3 separate regions of the Mus musculus genome follow, and all the other regions are linked to region 3. The links are chromatin contacts, called in public ChIA-PET and Hi-C maps. All regions are on one chromosome and are shown on one strand. Each heading gives the region's core, a stretch centred on a gene start, on an enhancer-like site or on the middle of the called end of the contact. The rest is flanking DNA. Distances are from core to core; before and after follow the strand shown.

Region 1 (2,963 bases), core at 325-2,824, 220 kb before region 3:
ATTAAAAATATAATACACACTAACTGTGAGGAATGTGAAAGAAGAAAAAAAAAAAATCACCCTCCCCTATGCAACCATAGGCCTTCCTGGTCATTTTATATTTATTTTTGTTTTATTTACATATATACCATTGGAAATATTCAGAAACAATATCTTGGAAGATGTTTTTAGATTTCTCTGTACTGTAGGAGAAAATTTCCCACATGGGTAATTTTTCTTCATGAGAGTTTTATGGCTGCATAAGACTCTCCTCTTACCCAGCAGCCCAGCCTGACTGTGGGCCATTTATGTTTATCGCAAACAGCACTCGGTATTAGTTACTTTTCTCAGAGTTGTGACCAAGTAGCCAGCCAGTGCAGCCTAGAGAAGGAAGGGTTTATCTTGGGTCGCATCCCAGAAGGGGAAGACATGATGGAGGGGTGGGGAGGAAGGGGAAGAGGGGGGACGTGGTGTCTGTAATCAGGAAAAAGACTTGAATGCCGGGCTCAGTTCACATGCTCCAGTTCATTGGTTCTGGGTTCCCAGCCAACAGAAAGGTGGTGCCCTCCTTTAACATGGACCCTCCTTTTCTCAAACCTCTCTGGAGACCTCTCCCGGACACACTCAAAGGTTTCTAGGTGATGGTGATTTCGTCAAGTTGTCAATGAGGACTGAGCATCACACACTGAAGAGAACACACGCATTCCAACACAACCCATCAGACTACCTTCTCAGGCTAGCTTCCTGGAAGTCTAGTTGAGCAAGGCCTCTGGCATATATTGTCTAGCTGCCCCCTGGAAACTTTCCGTTCACAGGAGGAAGGCAGCTGTGGTTCTCTGAGCTCTGCCTATCACCAACACTGCAGCAACTCTCCCTTTCAAAACTGATGGACTGTGCTGCGTCGTGGTGATTTAGAACACAACTAATTCCTCCACTAACCTCACAGTTTTCTGGGGGTGCTTTGGGCCTGGCCCGCCTCCAGTAGCGCTGTGAACCCGCAGTCTACAGATGAGCTCCCTAGAGCAGCTGCATTCCATTGCTGAGGGGAGAGCGACTCTGTGCCCTGCAGAGTCACCACCGGGTACATTCTAGAATGCTGGGCTTGGTTCACATCATTTCATTTTCTTCCTCTTCTTCTTTCTCGTGGTCTCCTGGGGTGAGAGAAATAGCATTCACGTTCTATAGCTTCTGTCAGCTGCATCTCCAGTGGAGAAAGAGCTTCAGGGAGGCGTCCTGAGGCAAGGCTGCTGCTGTCTCTCAGATTACTCCCACATGGCACTGGTCCCTGTTCATGTTTGCAGAATGAGTCTGCTCATTGCCCCATCATCATTTAGACTTGTTCTTAGGTTGTGGGGAAAGAGAATGGTGGGCAGCTAAGTTGTTTACTACAGAGACCTCTCTCTCCCCCTCTCCGTGTGTGTGTGTGTGTGTGTGTGTGTGTGTGTGTGTGTGTGTGTAGCTGCCGCATGCTACTTGTAGGGAGGGAGCTGCCCTAGGGATCTCTTTGAACCCAACAATGGAAATATCTGGATGGTTTGTTCTGGGTCTGTGTCCAGGGTGACTCCCAGAAGCTGGCTCCTGCTAGAGAAGAGGCGGCATGTGGTGAGAGGTTGGGCTGAGGCCTGGCATTACAGACAGACTATGTGCAAACCCCAAAGGAGCCTCGGGTTGCACAGAACTTCTTTTGCTACTGTGGTCCTGGGGCAGTGGTAGTGGGGGGATATAGACTCTCTTCCTGTTTAGCTGCTAGGTCTTCTCTGCTATGGCAGCCACCCCCCCCCTTTTTTTTTCTTTTTCTTTTTTTTCTTTCTTTCTTTTTTTTTTTTTTGCTGTGGTGATTTCTCCATCTGCTAAAGATGGAAGATTTCAGAGCTGGATTGTTTTCCCTGGACCAAATTTCTCTCTCTCTGCCCAGGAGGCCTCCCCTTGCCGCAGCCTGTTCCTCTCCATTGTGTGCAAAGCGCTGCTGGTTTCTGGGCTAGGGTGAAGCATGCATACAGCTGTGGGTTGGCTCCATTCCAGGCGAAGTCACCAGAGACAAAGCAGTGGCCTATGGCTCCTGCGGCCACCACGGAGGAACAAAAGGTTGAGGTCTCTGCCACCCACGAAGCCACATTAAGACTGCCTTCTGCAGGGACACTCAAGGCCAGTGAGGGCAAGAGCCTTCTGCCCCCATTCATCTTCCAGCTCGGTAAATGCAAGCTTCTGAGACTGGGGCCAGACAACACGTCTCAGGTTCTGCAAGTTCTCCAGAACTGCTTCAGTTTTTGACTTTGTGTGTGTGTGTGTGTGTGTGTGTGTGTGTGTGTGTGTGTGTGATATGCTGTGCAAAAATTCTTATACCATTTGTGCTGTGAAACTTACTGCTAGCCAAGGTTTCTGTATATGCATCCTTGGGGAACCTATGAAAAACTCCCTCTTTAAAAGGGCTGAATTTTACACAAGTGTGAGGAATATTCCACAGCGTTTCTAATGAGAACAACTCCCTTCACAGAGCTTTTCATCAGCAGCAAATGCTGTGCGGTGGCTCACTTCACTTCAATGGCACCAGAAGCTGGGCATCGCCATTGCCAGGACCATTTGGCAAAGTAGGGAAGAGAAGCTTAGAGGCCAAATGACTAACCAATGCCATGTGGGACAGTTATCCATGAGCAAAATGCCAATCTGAACCCAAAGCCTATGCATGCCCTTAGATTTATAAGAATTTCCCTTGAGAGGCTAGGCAGTGAAGAGACAAGAATTGAATGTGGTTATATAAATGAATGTCAATATATATCTATACAGGTATTGATATAGACATATAGACACATGTGTATATATTAGGCTATAGACCAGGAAGGGACTTCGCCTGCTCACACAGAATCAGCAAAGCCTGCCCGGAGGCTGTGAGTGGGGAGCACGCTTGTAACCACAGCACTGAGGACCTGAAGCGAGGGATCAGGAGCTCCAGGCCAGGCCAGGCTGTGTAACAAGACCCTGCTTCA
Region 2 (2,700 bases), core at 95-2,594, 240 kb before region 3:
CTCTTAAAAACAAGAAGAACCTCTGATCCAATTTCTCTTGATTCCAAAGTGAACAAAATTTTCTCCTGAAAAGAAACTGGAATTTGTCTAGATTAATCACTGCAGGCCCCTTTGTAAATGCTGCATATTTGACTTCTTCTGATGTATGTTCCTGCCTAGCTCCCCTGTAGCTTTAGCTGGATAGAAAGGAGGAACATGGGCTGGAGAGAAGGCTTAGTAGTTGAGTGTACTGTTCTTTCAGAGGAGAGGGGCTCAGTGCTCAGGAACAATAGGCAGCGCACAATCTCCTAAAATTCAGCTCTGGAAGATCTGACGTCCTCGTCTGGTCCCCACGGATACCTGTATCCCATGCAGATACCTGTATACAGACACATAAAAGCATATGTAACTGAAAAACCAAATTTTTTTTTACTTAATTTTAAAGAAATGAGAGATACTTACAAATGCCCTACTGAACCATAACCAAGAAAGGCGATCAATAGTCTGTTCTCTCCCAGTGATAGGAAGGTCAGAATATATTTGTTTTCCTTTAGACTATGTTGTACATATTTTTTTTTTCAGGTTTCTCCCCTAAATCCATGAATGTAAACTAGCATGTCCTTGCTGCACCCTCCTATTTGGGAAATACCTGGAAAGTCATGTCAAGGATATTTAAGTCAGCTAGCTTAAAACAAAAACAAAAAACCCCACCTCCCATTTCTCAACAACCTCCAGTTTTGTTTCTATTCCTTTCCTTGGGCTAAATCAGAGATTTGGTACTCCATAGGGAGCCCTGTGATTTGGCTTGCTTAGGTTGAGATTCTCCACACGGTGAAGTCCTCGCCTGATTTCTTTGCCATGGGAGATGGCCCCAGAATGCTCAGCACAAGGTGGCGCCAATGAGCTATAGAAAGTTGACTTCCCTTTGCCCCAACCCCCATCCCCTCAAACCTCATCTCCTGTGTTTCTGGCTTCACTGAACAAGGCAGAAAATCCATTCTGTTATTTCTGGAGAAGGGATAGGTTAATGAAGGGTGCTGGGTTCTTACCGAGTCAGCACTGGAAGCCCTCTCCTAAAACGAATGGAGTTTGCTGAGTTTTCCGGGGGTCTCGGCTTCCTGCAACTTGCTCATTTTTCAGAAGGCCTCTGCCTCCAGATTGCCATCTCTCCCCTTTCCGGAGGAGCTCACAAGTCTAAGTTGCTGGTAGTTAAGGCTTCTGGCGACTGTGCAAAGGGGCCATCTGTGTTTGATCAGGCCAGGCGGGAAGGAGGGGGTGGGGGTTGTAAAGAGACTGAAAGCATTCCAGAGTAGTGAGAGACACCAGAGATGGGAAGGAGGAGGCCCCGCCCCCGCCCCGCCCCCAGAGCTAACGGGCTGGAGGGAAAGAGGCCGAATGCACACACTCCTCTGGCCCCACTTAAGGCTGCCATGGGGCCCAGTGCTCCTCTGCTGCTCCTCTTCTTTTTGTCATGGACGGGACCCCTTCAGGGACAGCAGCACCACCTTGTGGAGTACATGGAACGCCGACTAGCTGCCTTAGAGGTGAGGGACTTGTTTCTCTTCTCACCCAGGATGAGTCCACATCTATAGGTGCAACTAGCTGTCAGGGCTCTGGGAGTGACAAGATCGGGTTGTGTAAGAAGTCCTTAATGACGAGTAGCCTCTTAACTACAGACTTTTATTTCCCCAACATAAGACAATTGCCCAGCAAATAAACGCAACACGGCTCCCTCAGATTAGATGGAATAAGGGGGCAGGGGAAATGAGAGTCAGAATCGGGCTGCATCTATGCTGCTATACTGTTCAAGTTTCCCAGGCAATCTGCCTGCAACTTCCTGTCCGTTTCTTCCCCGCACCCCACATCTACTCCCTTTTGGACAATTTGAAGTCTGTAGCATCCTAATTTCCTGGAGGCTCAGATCACTGAGAACGCAAGGTGAAGGACTCTTATTCAGGCAAATTAAGCCAGGTTCCTCGGATGGGATGGTACCACTGACTAGTCTCCTCTGCTGTGGGAGCATGGCTGAGCTGGTCCCTTTCCTGGCCCTGACTCCCTGGCTGGGCCTCTGCTTGTCTGGGAGCTATAAACCTGCAACCCACCCTTCCTGACTCCCCGATCCCTTCAGGAACGGCTGGCCCAATGCCAGGATCAGAGTAGTCGGCATGCTGCCGAGCTTCGGGACTTCAAAAACAAGATGTTGCCTCTCCTGGAGGTGGCAGAGAAGGAGCGGGAGACCCTCAGAACTGAAGCAGACTCCATCTCAGGAAGAGTGGACCGTCTTGAAAGGGAGGTAGACTATCTGGAGACACAGAACCCAGCTTTGCCCTGTGTAGAGCTGGATGAGAAGGTGACTGGAGGTCCTGGAGCCAAAGGCAAGGGCCGAAGAAATGAGAAATACGATATGGTGACGGGTAAGTGATCTCACAGAGGTCCAGACAGTTTCAGAACTCCCCTTTCCTGCTTTTCTTCTTGTCCCAAGCCACCATAGCTCTATCTTTCAGAATGACACATTCATTGAGAGTTTCTAGAGGCCTGTCCTTTATCGGTACTCCATCTCTCAACCCTCCGTGAGTGGACACATGCACGGAAAAGTGTGTCTCTGTTCCCCAGGTGGCCCACTCTGGGGGAAGTTCCTGTTATACACATCTAACTCTTGGCCTCTGTTTCCTTCTCCTGTGCTTTCTCCTCTTCCCCACCAGACTGTAGCTACACAGTCGC
Region 3 (2,700 bases), core at 104-2,603:
GAAGTCCAAACTTTCAAGCATGCCTTCTATTGAATGCACATGGTGTTCACAACATCACAAGGTAAAAAAAATCAAAACTATCACTAATTGAGGACTGTCTTTCACTTAGTCATAGTTTATTGAGTAAGATAAAATAAATCTTAAAATGTCTTTTCTCTTTAAGAAGTGGAAATGGAAAATTCTAATCTAAATGAGGTCAGAGAAGAGTAAGGAAAAGGTAGGAAGTGGTGGGGTCTTGACTAGAGGAAGTGAGTCTCCTTGTTACCCTCAGCTGGTCACTCAGTTTAAAAGTAAAAAGGCCAGATTCTCTAATGCTTTAAGAGAAGATAGGTGTTACTGTCTTGGTTTATGGTAGGACTGAGTCTCAATAAACCAAGTGTAGGTTCATAAACATGTGGATTTTTAAATATCTGGCAATGTGCTAGTTAGTTTTAAATGTCAAGTTAACACAGTTTAGAGTCACCTAGGAAGAACATCTTAATTGAGGGATTGATTATCTAGATCAGGTTGGCCCATGGGGCCTTCTGTGGGTCATTGTCTTCACTTTTACTTGGCCCAGCCCACTATGGGTGGTACAATTCCCTAGGCTGTGCACTGAACTGTGTAAGAGTAAAGGAACCTATTTGAACATAAGCATTAAGCAAACTAGGATATACATGTTTATTCTTTGTCTCTCTTGGCTATAGATATGATGCTTTAAGTTTCCACCTTGACTTTCCAGCAATAGTGGACTGTAACTTGGAATTGTATGCCAAATAAGCCCAATATGAAGTAGGGCAAGCAACAAAGTCAAATTTTAGAAGATTAAACACATCTGTAGTGGAGTCTGTGAGCATAGACTTCTGTTTCTAGTCTATCAAGCAGACTCAAAGCACTGCAGGGGAGAAGCATTTGGAAGACTCTTTCAGGAGCTGATAAGGATCCAGATGATGGGAAACAAAACTGGGAAGAATAGTTTCAGGATCCAGAGAGCTAAAGACCTGAGTCACTGGAGCTCTAGAATGCCAGCGTTGTCAGCAAAGCCACCTGCCTGGGGGGAGATCTGGAGTGCCTAGATGAAGAGCTGTGTGTCCATGACAGCCACCAAGAGGGACCACAGCCCTCACCTACTTTCTGTTGATAACCCAACCTTCCTCTATCTTAGACTTGAAACCATATATACATAAGAGAAACTAGATCCACTCCTGTTTATGATTAAATCTGTTTCTCAAGGATTGGGCTATGACCACAGGTAACCTTAACAACAAATGATTCTGTACTGCCTGTTCCAGGAACTTGTAACCACTCCTTTGTTTCAAAGGTTATTATGACCACCTTCTTATAGCTACCTTGTAACCATGTCATTGTTTCAGGAAGTTGCTTTCACCAACTTGTTCTGCTCGAGTTCTGCTTCTGTAACCCCACCTATTTGTCTGCCAACCCTCCTTCCTATTTGGAAACTCCCTTCTCCTGATGTGAGAATCAAAGTTATGTTTTAAGTTTTAATTTCTGTGCGTACGAGATCCCTAGAACACAAATGCCTCTAACCTGTAAGCCCTTTGCCCAAAGACAGGTATTTTCTGAGATTTAAGGGGCTGTTGTCTATAGAAGCTAATAAACCTATGTTTCCACTTTCCTAAACAAGTTTGGTTGACCCAACTCCACCAAATGTGCTTGATCGCATGTAGGTGAGAGATATGTAGGTAGGAAATACATCAGAATGTGTGCTTACCACCAACTGGGCAAAGGTAAGAAGTTACATAGCCTATGGGTTTGCTTTATAAGCACCTGGCCAGTGTAGCTTGTGGCTATTTTCTGGGAGCCCCAGAATGGGCCTGGGCAGAGTCTATTATCCTGACCAGTATTTTATTAAAGCTTGCTTCAGATACTACTCACAACTGTGGTAGTGGTCATATGCTTTCCAGGTGGGATTAACACTAAACTATATATATAAAAGCCCTTATCCTCCCCATGTCCTAGGCTGAGCTCTTGAACCCTGCCTTTAGGGAGAGACAGCCTATGTACACAAATTTTTTTTTCCATTTTTTATTAGGTATTTCGCTCATTTACATTTACAATGCTATACCAAAAGTCCCCCATAGCCACCCACCCCCTCTCCCCTACCCACCCACTCCCCTTTTATGGCCCTGGCGTTCCCCTGTACTGGGGCATATAAAGTTTGCGTGTACACAAATTTTTAAAAGGCTTGCTTTAACTACTTTGGCTATGATGACTTGGGCCGATGGGCTCTCTCCTTCCATCTGCGGGATTAACATTGTGCAGAGTCCGTCACCCAGTTCAAACAAGGGAGGGAAAGTTCCATAAAACTAGGCACATCAGACTTCCTCCAGCTAGAAATAATAACAGCAACAATGCTTTAGACTCAGACGCCCCTGAACAGTAGCTTTTAAAGAGTGGGTCATGGAGCCCTAAGAACCCAAGGCTCTCAGAAGGTTTTTAAGGTAAAACAATTTCTCATAATAACCTGAAAATAGTATTTATCTCTTGGGCTGAGCTGACATTTGTGTGATGGCCAAGGGGAGTGACACCAAGCCCTTCCTGTGCCTCAGGCCTGGGCTGCGCTGGGTACATCACCACACAATGAAGATGCACTTAGGGAGGTTCTGGATGCAGCAGTAAAGACTGTTTATCCCCTCAACCTTGAGTCTGCGTTGTGGCAGCTCCTGTGCCCACTGCCAAGCCTCCTGAGGGGCTGCTGTG

What was found. A called contact is a pair of places that touch in the nucleus more often than the background predicts. ChIA-PET counts read pairs in DNA pulled down with a chosen protein or histone mark.
Region 1: a contact with region 3 is called in an RNA polymerase II ChIA-PET map of memory CD8 T cells, with 86 read pairs. The contact joins two enhancer-like sites. A contact is called at or near these places in 2 of 484 Hi-C or Micro-C datasets (bone marrow-derived macrophages and nephron progenitors), 3 of 115 datasets of contacts at active chromatin or transcription factors (double positive thymocytes, embryonic stem cells and memory CD8 T cells) and 1 of 9 other capture datasets (embryonic stem cells).
Region 2: a contact with region 3 is called in a Hi-C map of uterus, with 3 times the contacts expected there. The contact joins the promoter of Olfml3 here to the enhancer-like site in region 3. A contact is called at or near these places in 14 of 39 promoter capture datasets (the 3T3-L1 cell line, 3T3-L1-derived adipocytes, the HPC-7 cell line and 8 more), 2 of 15 datasets of contacts at CTCF or cohesin (the NIH/3T3 cell line and embryonic stem cells), 7 of 484 Hi-C or Micro-C datasets (CD4 T cells, embryonic stem cells, trophoblast stem cells and 1 more), 14 of 115 datasets of contacts at active chromatin or transcription factors (the NIH/3T3 cell line, T-cell acute lymphoblastic leukemia, bone marrow-derived macrophages and 8 more) and 4 of 9 other capture datasets (adipose tissue, embryonic stem cells, liver and 1 more).

What each region holds. Positions count from the first base shown.
Region 1 is chr3:103,715,547-103,718,509 of GRCm38.p6, reverse strand. No RefSeq gene overlaps it. Among named protein-coding and RNA genes, the nearest start is that of Olfml3, 21 kb to the left of the region's middle. Within about 2 kb of position 1,574, at least 97 of the 459 cell types and tissues checked have an H3K27ac peak or open chromatin away from gene starts, as enhancers often do. A contact at or near this core is called in memory CD8 T cells, where this site is marked.
Region 2 is chr3:103,736,645-103,739,344 of GRCm38.p6, reverse strand. It overlaps Olfml3 (olfactomedin-like 3), which reads left to right and starts at 1,344. Exons shown (of 3, transcript NM_133859.2): 1 at 1,344-1,523; 2 at 2,108-2,393; 3 at 2,682-2,700. The coding sequence starts at 1,410.
Region 3 is chr3:103,492,859-103,495,558 of GRCm38.p6, reverse strand. No RefSeq gene overlaps it. Among named protein-coding and RNA genes, the nearest start is that of Gm34049, 7.3 kb to the left of the region's middle. Within about 2 kb of position 1,353, at least 30 of the 459 cell types and tissues checked have an H3K27ac peak or open chromatin away from gene starts, as enhancers often do. A contact at or near this core is called in memory CD8 T cells and uterus, where this site is marked.